3 separate regions of the Sus scrofa genome follow, and regions 1 and 2 are each linked to region 3. The links are chromatin contacts, called in public Hi-C maps. All regions are on one chromosome and are shown on one strand. Each heading gives the region's core, a stretch centred on a gene start, on an enhancer-like site or on the middle of the called end of the contact. The rest is flanking DNA. Distances are from core to core; before and after follow the strand shown. Region 1 overlaps INO80 (DNA helicase INO80). Region 2 overlaps VPS18 (vacuolar protein sorting-associated protein 18 homolog). Region 3 holds the start of CHAC1 (glutathione-specific gamma-glutamylcyclotransferase 1).

The links. A called contact is a pair of places that touch in the nucleus more often than the background predicts.
Region 1: a Hi-C map of skeletal muscle shows a contact between it and region 3, with 2.5 times the contacts expected there. The contact joins the enhancer-like site here to the promoter of CHAC1 in region 3. A contact is called at or near these places in 15 of 47 Hi-C or Micro-C datasets (alveolar macrophages, embryonic fibroblasts, fetal skeletal muscle and 7 more) and 2 of 2 datasets of contacts at active chromatin or transcription factors (alveolar macrophages and skeletal muscle).
Region 2: a Hi-C map of skeletal muscle shows a contact between it and region 3, with 2.0 times the contacts expected there. The contact joins the enhancer-like site here to the promoter of CHAC1 in region 3. A contact is called at or near these places in 11 of 47 Hi-C or Micro-C datasets (embryonic fibroblasts, heart right ventricle, liver and 4 more) and 1 of 2 datasets of contacts at active chromatin or transcription factors (skeletal muscle).

The regions. Positions count from the first base shown.
Region 1 is chr1:130,319,162-130,323,049 of Sscrofa11.1, reverse strand. The region is part of intron 28 of INO80 (DNA helicase INO80); the gene reads right to left. Among named protein-coding and RNA genes, the nearest start is that of CHAC1, 42 kb to the left of the region's middle. Within about 2 kb of position 2,594, at least 7 of the 83 cell types and tissues checked have an H3K27ac peak or open chromatin away from gene starts, as enhancers often do. A contact at or near this core is called in skeletal muscle, where this site is marked.
Region 2 is chr1:130,406,084-130,409,883 of Sscrofa11.1, reverse strand. VPS18 (vacuolar protein sorting-associated protein 18 homolog) reads left to right here. Exons shown (of 6, transcript XM_001929361.4): 6 at 1-763. The coding sequence ends at 177. Among named protein-coding and RNA genes, the nearest start is that of VPS18, 12 kb to the left of the region's middle. Within about 2 kb of position 2,508, at least 35 of the 83 cell types and tissues checked have an H3K27ac peak or open chromatin away from gene starts, as enhancers often do. A contact at or near this core is called in liver, mesenteric adipose tissue, retroperitoneal adipose tissue and 2 more, where this site is marked.
Region 3 is chr1:130,360,997-130,364,797 of Sscrofa11.1, reverse strand. CHAC1 (glutathione-specific gamma-glutamylcyclotransferase 1) reads left to right here and starts at 1,466. Exons shown (of 3, transcript XM_021084905.1): 1 at 1,466-1,873; 2 at 2,291-2,326; 3 at 3,157-3,801. The coding sequence starts at 1,466. The coding sequence ends at 3,558.

The sequences.
Region 1 (3,888 bases), core at 1,345-3,844, 43 kb after region 3:
CCGTCGTGGCACAGCGGAAATGAATCCGAGCAGGAACCATGAGGTTGTAGGTTCAATCCCTGGCCTTGCTCGGTTTGTTAAGGATCTGGCGTTGCTGTGGCTGTGGTGTAGGCCAGCAGCTGTAGCTCCTATTAGACCCCTAGCCTGGGAATCTCCATATGCCGCAGGTGCGGCCCTAAAAAGGACAAAAAGACAAAAAATTAATTAATTAATTAATTAAAGAAAAAAGAAAATAGATTAGAAAATTTTATAATACATTACAGGTCATATAAGGATAAATTATTTTGTTATTTCAGATATGGTATATATGTACTAAATCCCAATGTAAAATGAATTTTATTCTGTGGGTTCCAGTTTAAAAAAAAAAAAAAGAATCTCACTGACATCAGGATGCTCTTATCCCATGATGCTGTTCTTCCTTGCTAAAGTCACTTGACTACTGAAGGTCTGTTTCCCAAGCTATAAAATGAGGGTGCTCTGAATATAACTGAAGTGACTAACTGATGACATATCAATGGCAAACATGAATACCAATAAAGGAACTATTCTGAAATAAGTATCCTGGTTAATCACTAAGCTGGGTAGGTTCTAGGAGAAATCTGTCCATTATTTGGATTCAACTAAACACAACTTTCCTAAAGGCAAACATGGATAACAGATCATGTTTGGAGGTCTCTTGCAGGGCATAACTCCAAAAATTCTGTACTCTCATGAGAGTTCTGCTTGTTTATCCTTGAATTTTATCATAAAGTTCAATATTTCATAATTGTATTTATAAGATTTCATCTTTCATGGCTAAATCATAAAGGGCAAACCAAAAAGCTAAAAGGCATCTGCCAGTTTACAAATTTCCCATAGATATGGGATGATGTAAATGGAAGTGTGACACCTCACAGCCCATAGGAGAATATTTAACCACAATAAGGCTTCAAATAAAAATTGATAGAGCTCTCCAGGGCCATACTAATCTCTATAGAATAATCCTTCCCACTGTGGCCTTAAGAAGATTGCTCAAGGAGTTCCTGCTGTGGTACAGCAGGTTAAGGATCCAGCATTGCTGTAGCTATGGCATAGGTTGCAGCTGCAGCTCGGATTCCATCCCTGGACTGAGAACTTTCATATGCCACAGGTGCAGCCAAAAAAAAAAAGAGAGAGAAAAAGAAGAGTGCCTAGTCCCATACATTTCTTTCTCCTGTTCTGGTGTGTACAGAGGCAGGGACTCCTCTCCAACAGTTGTCTAAGAGCTGATGGAGTCATCCAATGGCTAGGACTTCTTGTTAGTGTGGGGATGGAGGAAGAGGGATGGGATCCAGAGGGAGAGAGATGGCAGTTGGGATCCATAATAATAGAAAGAGTAGAGGCAGAACTACGGGCTATTTCCATAGTCTGGATAGACAGAGAGTTAAGTCTCCAGATGTGGTAATCACTCACAAATAGGGACTATATACAGAAAAAACACCAGAGAAAGGAATTGAGGTAAAAATGACTTAGTAGCAAAACTTAGAAAACGCAACAGTGGAAAATGCTTTTGGGGGGATATTAACTATGTATTGAGAAGATGCCTATTAATGATGAGGCAGATGGTAAGTAGCAAATGTCTGGCTGCATTTAGTGTAATTTTATCATTCTATAATAGAAAAATAAGGATTATGGGAACCTTGGGTTATTAAAATCAAAGAAATTAGTGTCTATCCTATATTACACTGTTGGATCATTTGTAAACAAAAAACATCTAAACTGAACTGCTGAATGGTTGCTTTCTACTTAATGAATCTAATATTAACAATGAGAATTAATGTCTTAGGGGCTGATCGAAAGGAAGAAAACAGAATCCCAGAGGGCAATATGATGGTTTGGGTGCCCTCTAGAGGGTTAAAAAGGAATCTCAACTCAGGGTCTGTTGAGCCTTAGAGACCAGGCATCAAAGGAGGTCTGTGAAGGAGTCTATGAAATCATATAGCAAAGCCACGTCTAGGTCTCGCACCTTTTTTTTTTTGGTCTTTTGTCTTTTTAGGGCCTCACTGGTGGCATATGGAGTTTCCCAGGCTAGGGGTTGAATCGGAGCTACAGCTGCTGGCCTACACCACAGCCACAGCAATGCAGGATCCAAGCCATGCCTGCAACCTACACTACAGCTCATGGCAATGCTGGATCCTTAACCCACTGAATGAGGCCAGGGATCAGACCTGCAACCTCATGGTTACCAGTTGGGTTTGTTAACCACTGAGCCACGATGGGAACTCCTAGGTCTCACTCTTACTTTTCTTTAGTAAATGGTCCCTGAGGTTACTCTGCATCAAAATACACAGATAGTCCTGGGCACATAGCTGATTGCAGTAAAGACTAGCTGAAATGACTAAGAGATCCAGAATGAAAGAAGACACTGGAGCTTTATATGTTTACCAAGAAATTATCCACATTACACTCACTTTTTCACATGTTTCCCAAAGGGTCACCCCAAGTAATCAGATAATCAGATAATGTCATAGGGTAGGAGGAAGGGAAACAAAGGCCAAGGCATCCCAGAGCAAAGACCTTGTGAATGGCTTCTAGGATCACGCACTGGTCACATGTTCTGAATGCTGCCCAGTCAGGACATCCTGGCCAAATAGTCTTTAGTCTCAGTCAGACTCTTTCCTGGAAGGATCCCTCATAAATAAATCTTGTATGAAGGGAATGTAAATGGCTTTTTATAGGAGTTCTTGTTTACTCTGGCTGACCTTTGAGCCACACAGCTTTCCAGTTGAAACTACAGTTTTTTTCCTTTTGATGTCTTTTCATTAATAATAATGAAAATATTTGGCAAGGCATGCTTTTTTGTTTTCAAAAACACCTGTTTTTTTCTTTTTTTTTCTCCCCCTTCTATATTGGCCTACTACAGCCACTCAGATTTCTAAGTTGAGAACCTTCCTTCTATTTGGAGGGGTCTGCCTGACAAGCTTCTGATCAGCACAGGGACAGTTAAGATTCCATACATAAGAAGGAGATTATTTCCTAGTCATAATCCTATCTCTAATCATCTACCTCACATTGTAGGAAGGGAAGGACACTTTAGTCTGTTTTTCTGTTTTGCCTACTATGCAGGTGTTAAAATGATGGTTCCTCAAATACTGAATCTAAATAAAACTCTTCGCTCCTTAATACTCAAGTTGTAGGTAAGGTTACTCAGGAAAGCTTAAAACAAGTTATTTACTAAGTAGATCTAGTAAAATTTAATGGTGAAAATACCCTTCTTTTAAAGTGAAGATTTTCAAAACTAATGCACGCTACCGGGATTGCCCAAGTAAATGCTTCACATGTTAAATAAGAGATTTTAGAAGTAATAAGTTAGATATATCTAGTGATTTTTTTCCTACCAAAAAGTCGCTGTAAAATATACTGAGCCCTGGAACTCACAGTCCAGTTTTCTAGGAGTTGGTTCAGATAGAAGAAAAGTTGTAGCTCTGCAACTCAAAAGCCCAAGTTATTAGGAGTCAACATATGACAGCTCTGGGTGGAATCTAAATCAGAACTTTCTACAAAGCAATCTGTGAATATGCAGTCTTAAATATTCATACTCCTTCACCCAATAAACTCTCTTGTTTTAATCTATATTAAGAAAATGATCCAAAAAGATGACAAAGCTTTATAAACAAAGATACTCAACATTTTGACAACATAAAAAGTGGTATATCTAGTGTAATGGAATACCGGTCATTAAAAATATGATGACAAAGACTTTTTAAATAGTATGTGAAAATATTTATGATATACTCTTATGTGGAAGAAATGAGGACACAATCATTACCTACAATATGGTACCAACATACAAATATAACTATATAACACATTGAAAACTAGAGGGATATACGAAAATATTAACAGTGATGGGACTATGGATGATTTTTA
Region 2 (3,800 bases), core at 1,259-3,758, 44 kb before region 3:
AAGGAGGCTGAGGCAGGGGTGGCTGCCTCCGGCCCCAGCCGGGAACAGCTCAAGGCCGACCTGGACGAACTGGTGGCTGCTGAGTGTGTGTACTGTGGGGAGCTGATGATCCGCTCTATTGACCGGCCCTTTATTGACCCCCAGTGCTATGAGGAGGAGCACCTCAGTTGGTTGTAGGCAGGCATCAGGCGGGCCAGCCATCGTGGGCTGTTCCTTCTTGGGAGGGCCACAGCGTCTGTGCTTGGTCTCCTGGAGACTGCTGGGCAGGGACTATGGTGGTGGGAGTAGATCACAGCTGTTGCCCTCAAGGTGTCAGCTCTGAGTGCATTCTGCCAACTGCCCATGCTCTTCCTCACGGCTGCCTTAGAGCTGATGTTTTGCCATGCTGTCAGCCTGCTTCCTAATAGAGAGCCTTAGCTTGGAGAAGTCAGAATTCTGATGCATTACCATCCCCCTGCATCTAACAGCTCTTTTTTCCCTTTTACTCCCTGCATATATCCTGTTCACCTTCTGTAACACTAACTACTGTTCTTCCTTTTCACTCTGTGGCTCTTCTTCCTCAGAAAATCCCTCTCTACTGTCTGCCCCTAGGTCCCTCTAAGTCCTGGGCATTGGGTGGGGGGAAGGTGGCACTGCTGGTGAGAGTGCTCTTGTGCATACCATCTGGGGCTCCAGTGTGAAGGGTGCTCTGGGGTAGAGGGCCTCACAGAAGACAGTATAAGATGGTGATGGGGATGGAGAGCATTAAACTGTCTGCACTGCACTGGTGGCTCTGTGTTGATGCTGGGCTCAGTGGCCTGGGAGTGTGGGCCTCTCTCCAGGAAGGGCTGGGGTGCCACAGGGCGGCCACGAGGACCCTGCATGCTTTCAAGCTGTGGCCCTCATTCCTTCTCGTGGAGATGTGACGGGACAGTTTTGCTCTTTTCTGCTTGCTTCTTGGTCCTCCACTCTATCCTTTCTGATTCGAGGCTTCACTTGGGAATCCAGGCCTGCCCTCCTAAGTCTCAGAGGGGGAACTGTTCTTCCCTTTGGCCAGCAGGTGGTGCTGCTCCCCACAGAACCCTTCAGACTCAGGCAGCTGGGGGCGCTGATTTCTCAAGTCACTTTCTCTAGTTCCTTGATCTGTTCCCACCTTAGTTGTCCCAAGAGTTTTCTTGAACCTCCACTGCCTGACCATTAATCTAAGCCCCTCATTCCTCCTCCCTCCCAAGGGCCTTATGCATGCTAGATTTTGCTCACCTCTTTTGCCAGCCTGAATCCCTGCTTTCCAACTCCACAGTTTTGATGCTGCCCTACCTACCGCTGGCATTTAACCATAATGTTGAGGTCCAGCATGGAGGTGAGACTGCCAGTACTGCCATCCATGGCATTTGGCAGAAATGTTTTCTTCCCACTGAGTTCCTGTGACCTGCCCCTCCCCGCCCCCAGCTTACACTTCTTTAGCTGTAGCTAGAGGCTAAGCCCTAGGGAGACGTGGAGCAGGGCCTTCCTGTGACATCAGCTGAGCACCCTTTGCTCCATGGACTGGTGTTCACAGTCCACTGCCCAGCTTAATGGGTGTGGTCTATCAGGCACCCAAACTGAAACAAAATAACAAGTGAGTGTTCTTGGAATCAGACTGAGGTCTCTTGTCCCTGCAGCCTAATCCTCTTCCAAGACTTTTTACTTCCATAGTCCTGGGAGAATCTTCCCCTGCTGATTCTTCCCCAGCCACTAGAACAGCAGGGTCTCTTCGCGGCCTTTGCCAAGGGAGAGGGCCTCAAGCTGCCCATTTTTGATGAGCCTCGAACTCATCTTCCCCCAGAAGCAAAAGTGGGAGCAAATGGGGGATAGAGTCCCACTGGGTGGGTGCAGGGCATCCTAATCCTGTTCCCTTTCCCCTGTTCCAGGAGGATCTGGAGGGCTCCTGGTCCCTTCCTCTCCCCATGCCTAGTAGAGGGCTCAAGGTTCTGTTCCCCACTGTCAGTACTGGGTATAAACCTTGGCCCACCACGGGGTTGGTTACTGGCTTAGAACAGCTTGGGGCCTCTGTCTTTGCACATAATGGGTGCCTACTACTTGTTAGTTAAACAAACACTGCCCTACTGCTCCCTCCTCCCAGAGGACTTGGCTAAGACAGCCTGGGACACCCCTGCCCCTTCTGTCTTCTCTTAAGCCTGCCCATCTGGTCCTAGGCCGCTTCCTCTTTCCTGGAAAAAAGCCCCAAGCTTCTCTGGTGCTGACAGAATGGGGTTCCGTTGAGTCAGGGCAACGGGAAGCTACAGCTCTTAGATCCCTGGAAACCAAGCAAGGCCCGGTGTCGAGGGGAGAGAGAAGGTCCTCAGGGCCTTGGCCCTAAGCCTGGGGGAGGGCCAGGAGGGGTGGGGTGGGGGAGCAGCTGCGTGGGCAGGGGCCAAGATGAATGAGCTGCTCCTGGAGCGGTCACTGGAAATAGGAGGAGTGGCCACAGGCAGTGACGCTGGGATCAGGGCAGGAGGCCTGTAAACAAGGAAGCCACCTGGGGGAGATGCAGGGCGGCCACTGGTCCTGGGGAGCAGGTGCTTCCTGAGGCCCGCCCTTGAGAGGGCCCTGGGGGGCCGCCCGGCCGAGTCGGCAGCAGCCACTAGGGGGCGCTGTCTACTGACTTCCCAAACCCACCCGCTCCATTCCCCTGCGCCAGGGGGAGTGGCCCCCGGAGGGTGTGCCTGCCCTTCTCCTGTCCCCAGGGCACCGAGGGCACCGACCCTGGCTCAGAGCCTGGTCAGCCTTAGTGTAAGCCCATTCACTCTGGGACCACCAACTCCGGCAGTTCCTGCACTACCCCCTCCCGCCCTGCCTGTGCCCCGGGGAGGCCGGGTGCAACGACCCCATTGGTTGGAGGGGGCTCTGAGGCCACCAGGCTCCAGGCGTCCCTTGGTGCTGCTCCCCTTGGCGCCAGGGAAACAAAAGGTTAGGGGGCCGAGAGGGAGTTATCTGGCCCCACCACTACGGGGGAGAGCGGGGGGGGGGGGTGGGGAACATGAGGGGCAGTCCTCCTCCCCACTCCCCCAGCTCTGCAGATTCTTCGAGACACTTTCACAGGCGGAAATTCCCAGAGGTCAGAGGAGGGAAACGGTTAATTCCTTTTATTCAATGGGTCCCCCCTACACGCCTCCCCCTAACTTCCTCCCTCCACTTCCCGCCCCCCCTTGTGTGAACAGGAAGTGGAGAGGAAAAGGTTCTGAGCAGAGCAGCTGGGAGCAGGAGGCAGGGAGCGGGCAGCAGGCTTGGTGCCAGCCCTGCCCCTCATGGTTACTTGTCGGAGAGCCATACCCACTGTGGCTTGGGAAAGAACCTGCAGCCCCGTTGGTGGGTGGCAGCAGAGCCAGGAAACAGCCTTGTGTCGGAGCCCCTTCCCTCAGCCTGCTTCCAGGTCAGAGGCTGTAGCCCTGAGGGTGCAAAGCGTCCTCTGCCCAAGACCCAGCTGTCCTTGCCACTGCAGCCCCACCCCCACTGCAGGCTGGGCATCCCTAGGCTGGCGGGCAGCTCTTCAGGCAGCCATCAGTCCTGGCACTGGCTCCAGCCACTCAGCCCCTTGGCCCTGCCAGTTCTTTGAAGCTCATGCAGCGCTTCCTGTTTGGGGCAGGCGATGCCAGGGCCCCTCCCCCACCATTGTTCTGTAGAGACCATAGGTCCATCTGTTGCCCCATGGTGGGGCCCCTAGGCAGTGCCACACGGGAGCAGCCCCACAAAGGACCCTGCTGGCAGCTTTGCTTATGTGGAGTGAGGCTGGGCCCTGCAGCAGGTTGAGGGTGGATGATGGTCAGAGGCAGGCCTGGGGT
Region 3 (3,801 bases), core at 217-2,716:
GTTTTTTACCCAAATTTTTCCACAAATATTTACTTTTAACATGGAAAGTCTTAGTCTGGTGACAGGCTCTGCTAACAGTTTAGGTACATTATTTCTTTAACTAATTTTTTTTTTTGGCTGTGCCTGTGGCATGTGGAAGTTTGCAGGATAGGAATCAAACCCACTTCACAGCAGCAATCCAAGCCACAGAAGAAGCAACACCAGATACTTAAACTGTTGTGCCACAAGATAACTCCCATCTTTTACTAATATTAATGTGTTACTTGTTTTGTTTTTAAAGATCTAGCTTCATACTATACACTCCATAGTCCAACATTCCTACTGGAAAATATATCTTAGGCACCTTTGGAATGGTTCAGTGTGCAGATAATTTTTAGTTTAAATATCTAATTAGAACCGTATGAGAAGCAATACTGTCATTTTCCCTGCCAGGGGCCTCACCCTGTTCCTATCAGGAGTCCCTCGGAGCCAGTTCTACCGCCTCTGCTTCCCTTTTCCAGTCAGACAGCCCCTGGCCGCTGCTTAGAAAGTTAACCTCAGGTGGCCTGTGGACCTTCTGTGGGTCGGGAAGCCAGTAGCCAAGGGCAAAGGGCCCCTACAGTCCTCTGGGTGCCTCAATTTGACCCTCCTTGCTGTCGGGTCAGAACTAAACCCATCGCCTTGAGGCATAACTGGCCCAGCTTTCCTGTCTTTATGGCTTTTCTCTGCAGGTCCGGTCACTACCTTCAAAATGAAGACGGCACTTCCAAGCGCTCTGACCCGCTTTCCCTTGAGACTATTTGGGCTCAACGGCGTCCCATTCCTAGCCCGGGGCGTAGCCCTCACGTGAGGCCCATAAGCTTGGGACGCCGGGTCTGACTCAGTCTCTCGCAGCCTCTGCAAAACCCCTTGCCAACCCCGTGACTCAGTTTCTCCACTTGCTCACGCGCGCCAACGGCGTGAGGCACCTGTGCGGAATGCGGAGGTGCCTCCAACAGCTTCTCCAGGGTACATGCTCCCAGGCCAAGTCCCAGAGACGGGCATTTACGCCGCCCAGAGCGCTCCTTCTGGATGTGTCCTGCACTGGCCTTGGTAATGAGTTCGTGCAGCCGGAGGTGGCAGTGACTCCGCCAGGTGCACCGGCAGGACTGCTTGGGAGATACAGGCCTGAGGCCCGACCGCCATGGTTCCCGAGGGACCCAGGCCATGGAGGGGCTGCCGTCGAGACGACCGGTGCCCGTGTCCGTGCCCACTGCCCGCCGCCTGACGCAATCCGAGGCACCCTTGCTGCATGCGGGAGCTGGGGAAACCTCCCCCGCCGTTGCATCACTCCTCAAGGTTTGCTACTGAGGTGGAGCTGAACCAATCAGCCGGAGAGCTGGGCCTGGGACAGGCCGCGCAGTTACCCACTCAGAGGGCTCCGCGGTTAACCGAGCAGCAAAGTACGAAGGTGATTGGCCAGAAGAGATTTGTCCCGCCCCAATAACCGCGGCAGCTGGCAAAGGTAGGTGGGGCTTCCTGGCCGGAGGGTTTAAAGGGTGCCTCGGACCGGGCCGCGCAGCTGGAGCGACCAAGCGGTGCCAGGCCAGGTGTGCGCGTCCGTCGGTCCTTCCGTGCCCCCGCCGGAGACCAGCCCCGGAGGCCGCCCGGGCCCGTCCCTGTGCCCGGCACCATGAAGCAAGAGTCTGCAGCCCAGAACACCCCGCCAGCCTCACCGTCCCCCTCGCCGCACCCCCAGGACGACAGCGACCCCCAAGCGTTGTGGATTTTCGGGTACGGCTCCCTGGTGTGGAGGCCCGACTTCGCCTACAGCGACAGCCGGGTGGGCTTCGTGCGCGGCTACAGCCGCCGCTTCTGGCAGGGAGACACCTTCCATCGGGGCAGTGACAAGATGGTGAGCATGCAACCATGCCCGAGTGAATGAAGAGGCTGGGGGCAGAATAGTGGGCTCCTTACCCATGCCCTGGAATGTCCGGGCCCGTTTGGGCAGAGGGTGACTCCATCCTGATGGGGGAAATGTGACCTGTTGGGGGGACGGGGGGGCGGGGGGCGTGGGGCGGGTGTTCTGGCTTAAATTTTTGTGCCTAGTGGGTCACTGTATAATGGCTCCAGTCTGATCCTGTCGACCACCGTATTGATGAATATTTTTGATTGCAAATCTGAGCCACTGCCATGTCTATTTCTCCTGCACTGGCTCTCTGAGGCCTGGGACAGAAGGGTTAATAAGGATTTCTTCAACCACTGATGGCAGAGCTCATTCCTAACTTGTTTCCCCCCCACCCCCACCCCCCAACCTCTCTTCTCTCCTTAGCCTGGTCGTGTGGTAACCCTCCTTGAAGATTGTGAGGTAAGTGCCAGAGTCAAGAGAGAAACCCAGCATGGAGGGATGTGGGTCCTTGGCTGCAGCCTAGATTAGATGTCCCTCTGGCTGAGGGGAAGGGTGGTCTTGGTAAGCTCTTCTCACAAGAATCACCTGAGGATCTTGTTAAAAATGTAGATTTTAGGAGTTCTTTTATGGCTGTGGCACAGTGTGTTAAAGAGCTGGCATTTTTACTGCAGTGGCTCAGGTCACTGCTGTGGCATGGGTTGGATCCCTGGCCCAAGAACTTCCACATGCCGTGGGTGTGACAAAAAAATAAAAATTTTAAAAATGTAGGTTTTTGGAGTTCCTGTTGTGGTGCAGTGGAAACGAATCCAACTAGGAACCATGAAGTTGTGTGTTCGATCCCTGGCCTCGCTCAGTGGGTTAAGGATCTGGTATTGCTGTGAGCTGTGGTGCAGGTCGCAGATTCTGCTCAGATCTGGTGTGGCTGTAGTATAGGCTGGCAACTGTAGCTCCAATTAGACCCCTAGCCTGGGAACCTCCATATGCCGCAGGCGTGGCCCTAAAAGAAAAAAAAAAAAAGTAGATTTTAATTTAATAACATTTAGTGTGGACTGAAACTCATTCCTAACAAGCTTACAGGTGATGCCAATGGTTCTCAGACATTACTCTAATAGGATTTCTGTTCTTGAGACCAACTTATCAAAACCCTATTAAGGGAGAATGGGGGCTTGATGAATTTCTACTAGAGGGCTCATCAGCCCTCTGTCAACCTTCCTTAACAGAGCAGAGTCCTGGGGGGTGGGCCGAGAAGGAGCTGTGTGACTGACCTCGGTGCCCATGTTTTCTCCTAGGGCTGCACTTGGGGCGTGGTGTACCAGGTGCGTGGAGAGCAGGTGAATGAGGCCCTGAAGTACCTGAATGTGCGGGAGGCAGTGCTCGGTGGCTATGACACCAAGGAGGTCACCTTCTACCCTCAAGATAGCCCTGACCAACCACTCAAGGCACTGGCCTACGTGGCCACCCCGCAGAACCCTGGTTACCTGGGCCCTGCGCCCGAGAAGGCCATCGCTACACAGATCCTGGCCTGCCGAGGCTTCTCTGGCCACAACCTTGAGTACTTGCTACGCCTGGCGGACTTCATGCAGCTCTGTGGGCCCCAGGCACAGGACGAGCACCTGGCAGCCATCGTGGATGCTGTAGGAACCATGCTGCCCTGCTTCTGCCCCACTGAGCAGGCTTTGGCACTGGTCTGAGGGGCTGAGCCCCTGCAGGGAGTGCCTACGTGGATGCTGAGGCCAGGTCCCCACTCCAGTGCACACAGACAGACTTGACACAGCTGGGGCCCTCTGAGAGACCTTGGTGGTTGGCTGGGAGCCTCTCTTAAGCCCCTGCCTGTCTGCCCCAGCCCCCAGCTCTCTTGCTTGACACTGACTACTTGAAACTTTATTTATTGCACCATGTTGGTGTGGTGGGCAGGGTGGGGGGCCTGCCCTGGA